Regions from separate parts of the Triticum aestivum genome. Here region 1 is linked to region 2. Evidence: chromatin contacts called from public Hi-C data. All regions are on one chromosome and are shown on one strand. The core of a region is the stretch at or near the end of the contact, and the rest is flanking DNA. Distances in the headings are between cores, read along the strand shown.

Region 1 (4,804 bases), core at 1,073-3,572, 200 kb before region 2:
GGATTGATCGATCGGTAACCTTCACACATCAAAAGTGTAGCCCGCCGGCCGGCCCGGTCTGGTCGCCATACGTACAACCTAACGGTGCATGCATGCATGCGTGCAATTGCTAATCTTTTTCTAAATACAGTACAATCACAAACGCTCACATATATGCACGTAAACTTACACTTATGAACAACGTTTTGTGTCCGCTGGTCGGTCCGGACCAGTGGTTCTTTTTTTGCGTAAAAGCTAGCGTTTTGTTGTCTTTTCTATTTTGTGAGTTCGGTGTCTATATGGCTTTGTACTACGATCTTCTTATATGAATGAGACACACCCGGGATACAGCCGGGCCATGGTGCATTCTCTAGCTAGCGCGTGAACGTCCCTTTAGCGTGTATAGACGTACAACTAGCTACTAACTACTAGCTATCGCCAGCCTCGATAGCGAAGCAAAGCTGCTATAGCTAGTGACAGTATCCACCATTTCATGTTGGCGGACGGCGTCCCGTCCCCGCGTGCCTCGTCGACCTCTTGTTCTTCATTTTCCCCAGCCAATGGCATCCGTCGAGAAAAGTACTAGACCTCATGTATATGGTCGTACAAATAACAAACCAAGTTTGGAAAGTCAGATGCAGAACGAATCTTTCAATCAGGGATCGTATTCAGATATTATCATGTGCCGTCACCGTTCTGACAATTGTTTACACTTCCGTTTCAGAGAGAAGTTATAGATGTGGTAATGCTACTATATATAACTACCCCACTACTTAATCACAAGCAAGCGATCTTATGTGGATCATGTAAGTTTTTCTTGTCAGATTCTTCGAGCACGGCCTCGTATGATTGGTGGCCCTCCTTACGGGCAATAGTTTTTGACCCGATCGGGCTTGCGTGCATCCATGCAAAACACACGTACGGGGCCGCCGGGGTGACGCGGCATGAGAGTTTATAATTAGAGACGCGATTGCACACTGTGGACGTTAGCTGAATTAACTAAGTAGCCAGTGCATTCGTAGGTTGCTTGAGTTCCCATTCCACCCACCCTGCACGACTGGCTAGATATTTAGTTTGTTTCTTTTTGCAGCGTGTATAGTATATGTACAGAGAGAAGGATCCTCAATTAGTAGCTGAAAGAGACGGAGAGAGAGGAAGACAGATTCTGCATTGCCACGTCGCCATTGTTCACTGTAGCACGTCTTAGAGCATAATTGGTTTGCTGCCAAAAATTGGCATGCCAATGTTTGGCATTGTGCCAAATATTGGCAACTATTTGGTTGGCTACGAATTGTTTTGCCTATCTCACATAAAGTTGCCAATAGTTGGCAAATTTTGATATTGCCAATATTTGGCAATGCCAACATTTGGCAAGCCAAATATTGGTAACAAACCAATTATGCTCTTAATACCCGAGTCCGTGGATCTTGCGTGTAAGGTGTAACTACAATACAGTAGAAAATATCAAGATATTGGACCTAGGTCACCTAGCTAGCTAGAACACGTACGGTCGTCACAATTTAACGTGGATCAAAGTGCGTTCGCTGGCTGACCGGTCTGCGCACCTACAACATAGCTAATGGCATCTGTAAGGACATGGCAATTTTTTTTAATGTTCGAACATAGTCGTGGGGCATATACCGAAGCTTTGAGGTTTGTATGTATGTAAAAGGATGAGACAACTGAGAATTGACGTAATGTGACATGTGTATTACTGAGCCTTGAGGGTGAGTATCGTAAATTACAATATTTGGAGGGCTAAGCTAATTGACGAGTTTCATTGGACGAGGCGGTTTACCCTAATGGTACCGATCGCAATCTGTATGCAGTGCAGATACGACAAGCAATGTGCCGCCTCCCCTGGGTACAGCCGGGTGGATCGATCGACATGGTGCATGCGTGCTCTAGGGCTAGCCATCTGTGCGTCGCGCACGTCCCGTCCCCGCGCGCCTACCTAGCTCGCTGCTAGATCCTCCACCTCTTCTTCTTCCTCCCGCCCAATGGCATCTCCACCTAATTACCATTTTAGTCAACTGAGTAATGGACCGACCTAGCTAGGTAGCCATCTGCCACGCGAGATGAGATGCGTGCGACAGCGACGCGCCACCGTCCGTCTCGCCGACGACGACAGGGACGCGCACGTGCATGTCACCAACAGTAGGCAGTGACGTCGACGAGGCGAGGACGCGGCGCCCGGGCGCCGGCTCTACCCGCCCCGAGGGGGCGCCCCTGCTCTACGACGTACCCGACGTGCACGTTACAGTTTCCCCTCCGCCCAGCTCTCTCCTTCCCTATATATTCCACCGCCATCCCCGACCCTTCTTCCACCTCTCTCTCTCTCTCTCTCTCTCTCTCTCTCTCTCTCTCTCATACTACTGTTTTGAGGTGTTGATCGAGTGGCGCCGTTGGTAGCTAGCTAGCAAGATGGTAGAGAAGAACAGCGAGGTGCTGGTAGGCTCGCCGCCGGCGGCCGATCACCACTGCCACCAGAAGGTCCTCCAGAACCACCCCGGCGTCAGCGGTGTTGTCCCCCCGGTTACTGATGGTCTGCTGCAGGTGGTCGTAGCAGACACGGGCAAGCACGCGGCACGTGTGGCCGTGGAGGGCTTCGCGGTGCTGGAGCCTCCCGCGGACGCCGAGGCGGCGGCCGAGCGGCGAGACGACGTGGCCGCGCTCCTCGCCGGCTTCGCCCAACACCTCCAGGAGAGGACCACCCACCACCTGGGTACGGCCAGCTCCATTGATCTGCATCGGCGATCCGATCATGCTGCACGAGCTCCGGCTTGCATTGATATGCAAAAAAATAAAAAGAGCTCCGGCTTGCGTGCATGCCTCGCGCCGCCGTGCGGCATGCATGCTCCTAGTCTCGTGTGTGTGCGCAACGTGGCGCTGCATGAGAATTTTTTTTGAGCAGTTAAAACTTTTGTTTTAAAAATATTACAGTGGAAGATCGGAATAAATAGGTCAAATTGCCGCCTTAAGAACACCAAATAGAACGATGATGTCCTAGACTTTTTTTTTTTGCGAGAGGATGTCCTAGACTTCGGGAAGCTAGAACCCTGCCAAAATAGAACTGTTTTTCTATTCTTCGAAAAAAAAGAACCAGTAGCAACAGGTAGAATGACTAAGTGAGTTAATGGATTTTCCAAAACAAAAGGATTAATGCTTCCACGTGATTACGATCTTCTAACAATTTTCTCTCAAAAGAAGATCGTCTAACAACTCTGCACACTTCTTCTCAAATTGTGTAATTCCTCTCTTGGTTGGCTAACAGTGGTAGAATTTTGTAGTTTTGTTGGGGTACCAGTTCCACAAACTTGCCAACAAAAGTCATGCATATCTTTTTCTGGGAAAAGGCCATACATATTTATTATTGTGAGTCAAATAAAGTCATACATTAATATATACTCTGAAAAATAGGTACACTTCATAATATACACGCATTTTACATCTTCCTAAAAAAGAACGCATCTCAAATGTTTGACCATTGCCAGCACCACAAAATAAATACATACGTACTTTTGTAAAATATTCATCATGCAATTTATACTATCATGCGCAGATTGATTTCTCATGCAAATGTTTGTCCCTCACAGGGTACCCTTACAACCTGGACTTCAACTTTAGTGTGATGGCCCAATTCCAGAACTTCTCCATCAACAATCTCGGCGACCCTTTCATTGAGAGCAACTACGGCGTCCACTCCAGGCAGTTTGAAGTTGCCGTGCTTGACTGGTTTGCCCGCCTCTGGGACCTCCAACAGGACGAATATTGGGGATACATCACCAATTGCGGCACTGAAGGGAACCTCCACGGCCTATTAGTCGGGTCAGTATCTACCAGATATCCCTTAATCTATCTTGCATACATTTTTCACATGATCGAGAATGTATCTTGCATACTGGTTGTGATTTTATATGTAGGAGGGAGCTTTTTCCAGATGGGATCATATACGCGTCTCGTGAGTCGCACTACTCCGTGTTCAAGGCAGCTAGGATGTATAGAGTTGATTGTGTGGAGATCGACACTCTAATTTCTGGAGAGATGAACTGCGCAGATTTTAAGTCCAAACTATCGCTGAACCCCGGGAGGCCTGCGATTGTTAATGTGAATATAGGTTAGCATCTTGCTTTCACATTTTCATCAGAATGGCTCAGAAAATGCTTTGCTTACGTGTCTCTCTTTATTGTTGATTTTGACACTTTTGTTATTTTGCTTCTGTTTCTTGTAGGAACGACTGTCAAGGGAGCCATCGACGATCTTGACAGGATTATAAGAACGCTTGAAAAATGTGGGTTTCGAGATCGATTCTACATCCATTGCGATGGTGCTCTAGCTGGCCTTATGATGCCATTTATCAAACAAGTGGGTCATGCACTTTTTTAAGCAGTAAAGGACATTTAGTTAGCACATGCCACAACAACTTCTATAAATCTAGAGAACAACATAGCTAACCAACATTTTCTTTATTTTCCTCTAGGCACCAAAGGTGACATTCAAGAAGCCCATCGGAAGCGTGAGCATATCAGGCCACAAGTTCATGGGATGTCCTGTACCATGCGGCGTGGTAATAACCAGGCTCGAGCATGTAAAAGTGCTCTCCACTGATATCGAATACCTATCATCTAGAGATGCGACAATCATGGGGAGCCGCAATGGGCATGCACCAATGTTCCTTTGGTACACGTTGAACAAAAAGGGATATAGAGGCATCCGCAAAGAGGTCCAGAAGTGCTTGAGAAATGCTCATCATCTCGTGAACCGTTTAAGGGAGGCGGGAGTGAGCGCGTACCTGAACGAGTTGAGCAGCACGGTGGTGTTCGAG
Region 2 (5,053 bases), core at 337-2,836:
CCCACGGTCCAATGTCAGTGGCGCTTCCGTAAGACTCGTTAAACAATTAATAATTAATTAACCATTCCTGAGCGGCAAAAATAAGCTTCAGCTCGGCTCATTCCCACAACCCGCGGCGTGCGCGCGCGTCCTGATGAGGCGAGGCGGGCGGCAGAGAAGGAGGAGCGCGCGTGTACAACTCCTATTCTCAGGCTTCCAATAGCAAGTGGTAGAGCAGCCCTTATAAAGAGGTCTCACTCTTCTTACTGTAGCAGCATGGAACTAAACTTCTCACACTTCCCACCACTTGCCGTACACAAGCATGTGCCTTAGAGATTAACCATGGATTATTGTCTTATATGGGTCTAAGCCCATCCATAATCCATCAATCCCCCACCAGATCTCGAGGCACATAAGTTTGTCAACTGTTCCAAACAATGTTTGATATACAGACTAAGATTAGCTACTTTGCTTCTTTAGCTGCTCCAATTAGGAACCAAACCTCTGAGTGATTTATCCTCTTAAAATTATTACTATTCATTTCGGGGGCAAGTGCAAGCAGTATCAGATTTTAGAGAACACTCCACATCATAGCATGAAGCAGTTACTATTCACCTCCATGTCCTGGTCTTTCCAGTTGGCAGCTATACAATGCATCTTTGCTACCATAGTTGCTTTATAAAACCAATGTATGCTATTATCAAGTGATCACATTACTTTCTTTTAGTCTATCATAGTACCATGTAATGGGTATAAGTATCTATTAAGGGTGTGTTCTGAAACCTCCCAGCTTCTCTAAAACTTCTCAAATCTGGCTTCTCGTGTGGCTTCTCACTTCATGTGGCGACCGAGAAATCGTTCGGCACGACAGCTTCTATATTTGGTCGCTCTACCAGGCCTCCGGCCCATTTAAGCGCATGTGGCCCAGTCTATCCGGGAAATCGTTCAGCCCGTCCGCTCCCAGCATCCATCTCCTTGTGCATCTCCCTGTGCATCTGGTCGTGCACGAGAAAAAAAATCGGGGAGAGAAACAGAATGAGCAAACCGGTATGCTAGGGACTCACTTGGCGGTGGCATATGGTTGTAATATGTCTCAACTCCCGCTTCCTCAATTTTCAGAGCCGGGAAAGGCTAGCTTCTCAGTTTCCTCCGTCTTTACACTACGCGGGCAGCTGGCTTCTTGATTCTGAACTCCGCGGAGTCAGAGCGTTCGGCTCAGCTCCAATCGTGGAGTTGGAGAAGCTGGCTGCCGAACACGCCCTAAATTGGTTCTAAATTAATCACGTATGCATGGTTTGAATACTCGGCTCACTCTCGCCTTTTGTGCCATGGGTGTAACGGGTCATCTAGTATAGGAAAGGCTGAAGGAGACCAACTATTAAGCTAAACAGGCTAACGAGCTTCTCTATCTATATTAGGTATAGGGAGAACAAGTCTATGGATCCATGGCCACAACTTAATTAGCTAGCTCCTCCTTAATTGCCTGCCTATAAAATTGGACGTCCACATAGAAGTATAAGCAGTCAGGCATACATGTATGGGCTACTATCTAGGTGTATATATAAGAAGGGGAACACCAGCTAGCCAATTCGCTCGCTTGCTGCAATGTACACCCACCCACTTGACCAAATCAACCGTCCATCCATTTCATCCATCATCGCCATGGCCATGTCGTTGCCTTAAACCTACATCTTGGCTCTTCTTGCCGTCATCCTCACCCCATGTGTCCAACCAGAACCAGAACCCGGCCTGAGCGTGAAGGTTAGAAACCCAACATAGGCGACCGCTTCGGCCCAATTTCAGTGCAGTCATCTGTTCCTAGCCAAGCTGGAGGCCAGGACGCCGAAGGTGAAGGACGTAATTGGAATGTCGATCTAGGTGGGCGCCAAGGCGGCAGTGGAGGCGGCCGCCAAGAAACCGTCCAGGTGCATCGTCGACTGCCTCGACGGCCTTGCCTCCACGTGGAGCGAAACAAGAAGCTTCCTACTCGCTCCCATTGCATGTCACTGAGCCGTTATTAATGAAATATCCATAAGAATCAGTAAGCAGAAATATGAAAAACGACGGAACAAATCACGGTGAAGGGCATTTCGTTGATGTCCTTCACCTCCGGCATCCTGACATCCAGATTGGTTATTAACAAATTTGGCTGAAGCGGTCGTGCTTGTAGCATTGATGGCGTCCAAGGTTCTGGTTCTGGTTTGGACACCAGGGGTGATGACGATGGCAAAAAGGTTTAAGGCAGCAACATGTCCACGGTGGTGATGGATGGAATTGATGGACGGATGATTTGGTCTGATGGGTGGGTGTACATTGCATAGCGAGCGAAGTTTTTGAGTCGATTTGATTTTTTAGGCAAATTTTCAGTCGATTTGATGATTAATATTTTTTTTGAGTTGATTTGATGATTAATATTTTTTTGAGTCGATTTGATGATTAATAAGGCGTGTAACATTTGGAGGCTCATCCATCTGCAGAGCCCATCGTAGAAGCCGTACAAGAGACACCCATTTGCCTGGCAAAAAAAAAAAGGTTGAGCATTTTGTAGATCCCCAATTTCCCCGCCGGCCAGCCCGATGCCGCCGCCGCATCCAGCACCGCTGCCGGAGACGCCGATCTTCCAAACCCCAGACGAGCTCCTCCGCGACATCTTCCTCCGTCTCCCCACTGCTGCCGACCTAGCCCGCGCCTCCGCGGCGTGCCCCTCCTTCCGCCGTCTCATCACCGACCACGCCTTCCTCCGTCGCTACCGCGCCCACCACCCGCCGCCTCTCATCGGCGCGTTCGACGACAGCGCCTTCATCCCGGCCCAGCCGCCGCACCCCTCCGCCTTCGCCGCCCGCGCCTTCGCCGGCTTCGACTTCTCCTGCTCCTCCTTCCTCCCCTCCACCACCGGACGTACCTGGAGCGCGATTGACTTCTTGGACGGACGCGCCCTCCTCGACGGCGCCCCAGTCCCAGGCAAAGGCGGCAGCTCTCATCTGCGCTATTTTTCGGTAAGGGACCTCGCTGTGTGCGACCCCGTGCACGGCCGCTACATCCTGCTGCCCGCCGTCCCCGGCGACCTGAAAGCGCTGGTCAGTGAACCGGACCTCCTCCATCTGGAGACTTTCCTTGCTCCCGGCGATGATGAAGAGGACCCGTTATCATTCAGGGTCATGTGCTTGCTGCAGTGCAGAATGAATCTGCTGCTGCTCGTCTTCTCCTCTTTGGATTGGCAGTGGCATTCTCTTGCATTTGACCAATGGAGTGCTCAAGCTACGTTTGCTCCACTTGAAGGCACCAAGGATGGGCTCTCAGATCGTCAGTTCGTCCACGGATGCTTCTGTTGGCGTTTTCCCCTCCTGAACAAGTTGGTTCTGCTTGATACACGTGCCATGGAGTTCTCTGCTGTCAACCTACCACCTGAACAAGGATGGAGCAGCAATTTCGTCATTGTTGAGGCAGCAGAAGGAATGCTCGGAATGCTCGCTGAAGTCTATGACAGGGGTAACATGTATGAACCATGTTGGCTGAGGTATTCCATTCTGAGAAATAACCAATGGCACTTGGAGAAGGTCATCCCGTTGCCGGAAATGCATCATGTTGTTCTGCTTGGTGTAGGCGGGGGATACCTGCTCATAGGAGCGATGTACATCACATCTTCAGGAGAGGAGGTGATGTTTGGGTTATTTTCGGTGGACGTCAAGACGTTGCAGGTCGAGTTGTTCGCTGAGCTTAGCAAAATCATCTTATCTGGTCGACTATATGCTGGTTTCCCACCATCATTATGTGCACCAACTATATGAAGTGGTGAGCATGTTATTTGCTTAATTTTATTTAACATGGTCCCAGTGTTACACAGCAAAGATATATGATTCAGGTATTTATTTCATGATAATTTGCTTTTCCACTCTGCCTAGTTTGATACTAGTTCATTACTGTTAAATATTGTTAGTAATCCAGAGTTGCTATTGGGCTTGAAATTTCTACTACATGAGTTGGTCGAGCTGTTCAAGTCATTTCCAAGTTCCAGTTTCTATTTTGGTATATAACCTGTGTATGAGTCGAAATCATCTAATTACAACAGCCCCATGTTTCTGCTCTGAACAGCAGTTCTAGCAGTTTGTTTTTATGTGATTACAATCCACTACAGATTACTCCATATATCAGTAGTATACAGCAGCCCGAAGGGGAAAAATTGTTTTTCGGTTGTCTGTAGATTTTCTGCTGTTGAACTGCTAAACAGGAAGGAGGAGGTCACATATAGTACAATCATAGGCATAAGGATATTATTGTATTATTACATCTGATCTACATAAGTAACTTTATTCTTATAGACAAAAGAAAAACAAGACATACAACAACAAAAGAGTTGTATACATGGATGCACCACTGAACATTTGCTTTTGTTTCCCTGGTCAGATGTATTTAATAAGTCCTTGTGTTGCTATATCATATCCTTTCTTCATCTACACACTTGCTGGCCTCATTAATGTCTCCTCTGAAATCTGCATCTTCCTGTTGAAGCTCCGCAGCTGTTGCACCTGCCATGGGCCTTGTTTCGTTATTTGATAAATCGGTTTCTCAAACGCAAACCTCAGTGTAGTGCATTCTTATCGTATAAACTCTAGGCTGCTTAATCATATGCGCACATAGAAATTTCGGCTTGTGGCTTACTGCCATATGTTCATCAGCATGTTTGCAAAATACACGGTTGAAGTCCTTTTCCCTGATAATGTGATAGGCACCTCGTTGCAAATATCCAGTGTCAACTGCTTGCATCAGACACAGCGATCTATATATTATTATATTTGATGCTTGTTATTGGTGCCTTTGTTCATATGGTAAGTTGATGTTGTTTCATCTATCCGCAGATGCTGATGCCGTGTGGAAGAAGAGCTGATTCCTCTGAGAGCGCGTCCTGGCGTTGGAAGAGAAAGTGGGATGTGTGGATTAGATGCATTCGCTTGGTGAACGGTTGTCAGAGAGTGAAGCGCGGTTTGGATGTATTTGTTTGCTTGTTCAGTGCGGACGCCCTATCGAGCGCTATGATGTGTGCCCGGTTACAATGTTTGAAGCCTGTTACGATCTC

Evidence for each region. Hi-C and Micro-C count contacts between places; a contact is called where the count stands out from the background.
Region 1: a Hi-C map of leaf shows a contact between it and region 2, with 2.5 times the contacts expected there. The contact joins the promoter of LOC123063578 here to the promoter of LOC123063577 in region 2. A contact is called at or near these places in 2 of 5 Hi-C or Micro-C datasets (both in leaf).

The regions. Positions count from the first base shown.
Region 1 is chr3A:733,353,473-733,358,276 of IWGSC CS RefSeq v2.1, reverse strand. It overlaps LOC123063578 (serine decarboxylase 1), which reads left to right and starts at 2,322. Exons shown (of 5, transcript XM_044487400.1): 1 at 2,322-2,704; 2 at 3,576-3,807; 3 at 3,903-4,096; 4 at 4,211-4,344; 5 at 4,460-4,804. The coding sequence starts at 2,404.
Region 2 is chr3A:733,152,938-733,157,990 of IWGSC CS RefSeq v2.1, reverse strand. LOC123063577 reads left to right here and starts at 1,586. Exons shown (of 3, transcript XR_006430402.1): 1 at 1,586-3,496; 2 at 3,583-3,771; 3 at 4,836-5,053.